Regions from separate parts of the Mus musculus genome. Here region 1 is linked to region 2. A link is a contact called in public promoter capture Hi-C data. All regions are on one chromosome and are shown on one strand. Each heading gives the region's core, a stretch centred on a gene start, on an enhancer-like site or on the middle of the called end of the contact. The rest is flanking DNA. Distances are from core to core; before and after follow the strand shown.

Region 1 (2,700 bases), core at 120-2,619, 180 kb after region 2:
ACAGAGTTTTATTAAGCATGTATTGGTAGTTGTGGAATTTGAGACTGGACACTATTTAACATTTCCATGTTCACATATCTCAAAACCAGCAGTTACTTAAGGAGCTGGGGTCTGGGAGTGGCGCTGACCCTCGCCCTCCAGGAAGGGAACCAGCATTGCCTCCGGTGTGTCTCTGCCACACTGCCTGAAATTCAGGCAGGTGGTCAATCCAGATGCCTTTAATGGCCAGCCACGGGCATCTTATTTGTATTTCTAGAAACAAAACCTACTGGGCTTGCCAGCTAAAACATATGCAGGCTTCTTGTAGGTAGGTAACTGTGTAGGCTGAAGCGTGTGGTACAGAGTTCTTCTGAGTACCTTCCTGCAGGGAGTGCATGTGGTCGCCTGTGGCTGTGCTGTGAGGACGCCGCTCCCTGGACTTGAGCTGCTGCGTATGCTGAGACACCGTCAGGTTCTTTTCCTCTCTAGAAAGTATTGCCATGATTATTCATATATTTTCTAAAATGCTTCTAGATCTCAAAGACGGAATTAGACTGGTTCCTCCAAGATTTGGACAGAGAGATTAAAAAGTGGCAACAAGAGAAAAAAGAAATCCAAGAAAGATTAAAAGCCCTGAAGAAAAAAATTAAAAAGGTTATCAATACCAGTGAAATGTAAGTAACAGTTAAAAGACGGCTGACATTATTTTAATATCCTGACGTTTCTGATTCTTGTCATTTCTTCTTCGTGTTGAATTTCATAAGTATAGACCTTTATAGGGGCTGGAGAGATGACTCGGTGTTAAGAGCATTGGATGCTCCTCCTGAGGGTCCAAGTTCAGTCCCCAGCAGCCATGTGGCAGCTCACAACTGTCTGTAACCCAGCTTCAAGCAATTTGACACCTTCACACTGCAGACAACACACCAGTGCGCATAAAATAAGAATAAATAAATCATTTTTAAAAGACCTTTGTAGATACTACTTTCACAGTAGTTTTATATCATTTAAAAAACATTAGTTGAAAAGTTCTCTCACCGAGAAATTTGTCTGAGCTGGCATGTTTTCAGGTAAATTGCATAAAAGTGAGAGTAGCCTAAAACCAAGTCTTTAAAGGCCCAGCTGCTGTTCGGGGGAGCGTTACTGTGAACGTTAGCTTTTCTTTTTACCGACCACAGAGGGGGTAAGTCTACATGTAAAGTTGTGTCCAACATGAAGGCTCAGGGGTAATGATTAACCATAAATCTTGAGATTGTTAGCATTTGGTCTTGTGATATGCAGGGTTTGTTAGTAACTGCAGGTCTTGGGCATAATTGTCACAGAGGCTTTATCTGAGGCAGTCTCAGAGTATTGTCCATTGCTTAGATCAGAGTGACCTGTGTCCCATGTCTATGAGGAATTGTCTTGGTTAGTGACTGCCTTCCCACCCTGTACTGAGCGGTACCATCCCTAAGTGCATGGGCCTGGACTGTGTAAGAAATCTATAGCTCAGTGTGAGCCAGCGATGTGGTGAGCCGGAGAGTGAGGCAGCAAGCAGCTCTCCGTGTGTCTGTCTGCTCATGCTTGAGGCCCTGCCTTGACTTCCCTCTGTGATGGCCTCCTACTTAGAAGTGGGAGCTGACACAAACCCTTTGCCCTAAGTTTGGTTCAGTTATGACGTATATCTCAGTGTTGTAGTCACTGTTGTATTGCTCTGAAGAGACCTTGACCACAGCAACTCTTACAAAAGAAAGTGTTTAATTGGGGTGTGCTTTCTGTGTCAGAGGCATGGTCCAGTGTTAGCATGGTGGGGAGCACGGGGAGGTGGGTGCTGAGAGCAGTACTGAGAGCTGCATCCTGATCCATGGGAGGAAAAGGAGACATCTGGGCCTGGCATGAGTTTTCAAAAACCTTAAAGCCTACCTCCAGTGACGCAGTTCCTCCAGCAAGGCCACACCTATTCAAGGCCATGCCTTTTAACCCTTGTGATTCTTTGAAATAGTTCCACTTCCTGGTGACCATACAATCAAATGAGTCTATGGGGGCCTCAAGCCTCCATACACAGCAACAGAAAATAATCTAGAACAAGCCCTGACTCTCTGTGACCCATTCCTAAACTCCTGCTGTTCAGCACACTTCTATACGATCCCTTAGTTTAGTTTCTGCTGCTGTAGCAAGACACCAAGCTCAGGAACTTACCAGCTGTTGTGTTTGCTGATGATCTAGCAATCTGGACTGGGAGCCTGGCTGAACCATGCTTCTGTCATCGCCAGTGGCCCTATATGTAACTGTTCTCCTGAAGGTTAACAGTATGTGACAGCATCACCAGAATTATGTCATTTGATTACATACAAGTAGTTTCATGGAAACAATAAGTAAAACTTGCTCTAAAGGGATGGTCTAAGTTCACAGGGTGCTTCTGTGAGCATGGGTGCAGTTTACTGTGTGAAGTTGTAGTAAAAAACCTGAGAGGTAATGAAGCGTGTGTGACTGCTTTTACAGGCCTGCCCAGAAAAATGATGGATTCGATAAGGAATGTGAACCACATCCGGACCAGTCCCTTGGATTCAGGCAACTAAGCTTTAATTATTCTTAGTCGGTCTCACTAGACTTCTAAGTATATTGTTGTTTATTTGTTTCTCTTAGACACTTCTGAAGACTTGAATATGTATATATTTCAGGTCTCTACTCTTTATTTCCCATTGTCAGTATAAAAATGCCTAGACTTAACTACTTTGATTGACT
Region 2 (2,700 bases), core at 31-2,530:
TGTATGCATGTATGTATGATACATATATCTATGATATGTATGTATATGTATATATATATGTATGTATGGTATGATATGATGGTAGGTATGATATGTATGTATATGTATGCATGTATGATATGTATGTATGATATGTATGTATGTACTATATGTATGTATGATATGTATGTGTATGTATCTATATGTATGTATATGTATGTGTGTATGGTATGTATGTGTGTATTATGCATATGTATGTATGATATGTATGTATTGTATGTTTGTATGATACATATGTATCTATGATATGTATGTATATATAGGTATATATATTCATGTGTATATGTTATGTATGTGTGATATGTGTGTATTGTGTGTATGCATGCATGTATTATATGTATGCATGTATGTATGATACATATATATCTATGATATATATGTGTATATATATGTATATATGTATGGTATGATATGGTGGTAGGTATGATCTGTATGTATATGTATGCATGTATGATATGCATGTATGATCTGTATGTATGTACTATATGTATGTATGATATGTATGTATATGTATGCAGCATATCTAAAGTAGATAGATCCACAAGCAGAACATAGACTAGTGATGGGAACAATTGTGACAGCTGAAGGGAAGACAGTTTCTGAGGGGAGGATTGATAACTGTAAAATGCTGGGCATGCACCAGAAACTGTTTAACTGGCTTGTACACAGTAGAAGGATGAGTCTTACAACATGTAAATTGCCTAGCAACTTTTCAAAAGATCTGTGTGTGTATATGTGTATGTGCACTGCTGCCTGCAGAGAGCAGAAGAGAGTATCAGAGCTCCCTGGAGCTGAAGTTACAAGTGGTTGTACGCTGCCCTACTTAGGTGCTGTGAGCCCAACTTCCACCCTGTGCTGGAGCACCAAGAGCTTTTAACCACGGAGCCATCTCTGCAATCCCCGACTCCAATCTTCCCATGAAGAACGAAGCCGTTGGCTAGTCTCCACACTCTTCTAAGACAACCTCGTCAGTCAGCAAGAGACTGCACTTGAACCCTGGGGCTGACTGATCTGAGCTTCACTGGTCTTGAACTGACAAGATCGGCTCCATGGAAGATTTAAATCGGAGGCTCCTTAAAGAGCCAGGTGATTATCCCAAAATGTCTCGTCCTCAGAGCAATTTCTCACGCACAAAACACAGAGGTGGTGTTAGCATTTCTTCTAGGTGCGGCCCAACAGTTACTTAGCAACAGCCAGGTACAAGCCTGGCTTGCTATAAAAGGATTGCTTGGCCTCCCTGGCCTCTCTCTCTGACCCCTTTCCCTCTCTCTGGACTCTCTCTCTCTCCTGTCCTCTCCACGGCCCTCTCCACAGGATCCCAGCTGGCCTGTTCCCTTCTTCACTCTCCTTTCTCTTTCCGTCCCTCCCTGTCCCTTTCTTTCCCACACTCCCTTCTCCCCCTGCTTCTCACGCCCCAAAATAAACTTCATTTTATCCTAGACCTGTGTGGGGTACCTCAGGAAGGGCTGCCTCAGCATGGACCCACTAAGGCACCCTCTCCAGCCACATTATGCCAACGGTTTTACAAAACATATCAGGTACATAAAGTAAGGAGTCGGGGCTGAGAGATGGCTCAGCAGTTAAAAGCACTGACTGCTCTTCCAGAGGTCCTGAGTTCAATTCCCAGCAACCACATGGTGGCTCACAACCATCTGTGATGAGATCTGATGCCCTCTTCCGGTGTGTCTGAAGACAGCTACAGTGTGCGCATATAAATAAATAAACCTTTGAGGAGGAACAGTGATAAATACAGGACCCTGTGGTCAGAAACTGACAGAACACACACAGAAAGAGAAACCGAAGGATCTTCTTCTAGGCAAACTCAGAGCCTCCCCCGACCTCATCACACATGGAGCCCATGCACAGTGCCCTCCGGTCAAGCTGAGCAGTGTTCAGTTCCATGCTTCAAAACTGACGTCTTAGTTGGACACAATGGCTCACGTCTGAAATCCCAATACTCGGCACTCTGAGGCAGGGGATTGCCCTGTGTTCAAGGCTTTCTTGGGCTACAGAGGGAGACCTTGTTTTCAAAAACTGCTCTTGTGAGTGTGTGTGCATGCAGACACACAAACAGGAGAGAGAGAAAGAAGAAATAAATAAATAAAAATATGTAAAACCCTGCTGACTTGAACGCCGGGCAGCCAGCTGAAGCGTGTAACAGACAGTGTGCTGGGGCCGTGCACGTGCACAGCAATGGGACAGGGCTGTGCTCAGAGGAGATACTAATGCAGGGGTGGGCTTTCCAGATGAAGGTAAGTGGAGCCAAGCAAAGGAGCAGAGCAAAGTAGGCCTGGCTCCTGAGAGAGGCCACGGCTGCACACAGCACCTGCTCCAGGGCAGAGGAGCCAATGGTTAAATCCCCACACACCATTGAAGAAACAAAGGAAGTTCGAGGACAGGAAAAGGCCACGGAACAACACAGACACACCCCTGATCGAGTTTCTCACCTAAGTGCACTTCCTTTCTCTAAGAACGAGGTCCGGGAGCCTCGGACCGTGGAAACTCCTCCAAGCAGTGCAGGGGCTCCGATCAAAGTGAATACCGGAGTATCCACTGACACCCCACAGGGGTGGGGTCACCTTCCAGCCGGTAAAGGCAAACAGGACGCTTCAGATGTGCACTGGGAGATGGAGACAAAAGAGTAGAGAAGAAAGGGGAAGC

Evidence for each region. Capture Hi-C pulls out chosen DNA fragments and counts their contacts.
Region 1: a promoter capture Hi-C map of pancreatic islet shows a contact between it and region 2. The contact joins two enhancer-like sites. A contact is called at or near these places in 4 of 39 promoter capture datasets (hippocampal neurons, liver and pre-B cells), 3 of 15 datasets of contacts at CTCF or cohesin (the NIH/3T3 cell line, large pre-B cells and pro-B cells), 36 of 484 Hi-C or Micro-C datasets (B cells, the Ba/F3 cell line, the C10 cell line and 25 more) and 4 of 9 other capture datasets (adipose tissue, embryonic stem cells, liver and 1 more).

The regions. Positions count from the first base shown.
Region 1 is chr16:94,450,507-94,453,206 of GRCm38.p6, forward strand. Ttc3 (tetratricopeptide repeat domain 3) reads left to right here. Exons shown (of 46, transcript NM_009441.2): 36 at 514-653; 37 at 2,458-2,526. Among named protein-coding and RNA genes, the nearest start is that of Gm23692, 23 kb to the left of the region's middle. Within about 2 kb of position 1,370, at least 31 of the 459 cell types and tissues checked have an H3K27ac peak or open chromatin away from gene starts, as enhancers often do. A contact at or near this core is called in pancreatic islet, where this site is marked.
Region 2 is chr16:94,271,606-94,274,305 of GRCm38.p6, forward strand. All of the region lies in intron 2 of Hlcs (holocarboxylase synthetase (biotin- [propriony-Coenzyme A-carboxylase (ATP-hydrolysing)] ligase)), which reads right to left. Among named protein-coding and RNA genes, the nearest start is that of Hlcs, 17 kb to the right of the region's middle. Within about 2 kb of position 1,281, at least 2 of the 459 cell types and tissues checked have an H3K27ac peak or open chromatin away from gene starts, as enhancers often do. A contact at or near this core is called in pancreatic islet, where this site is marked.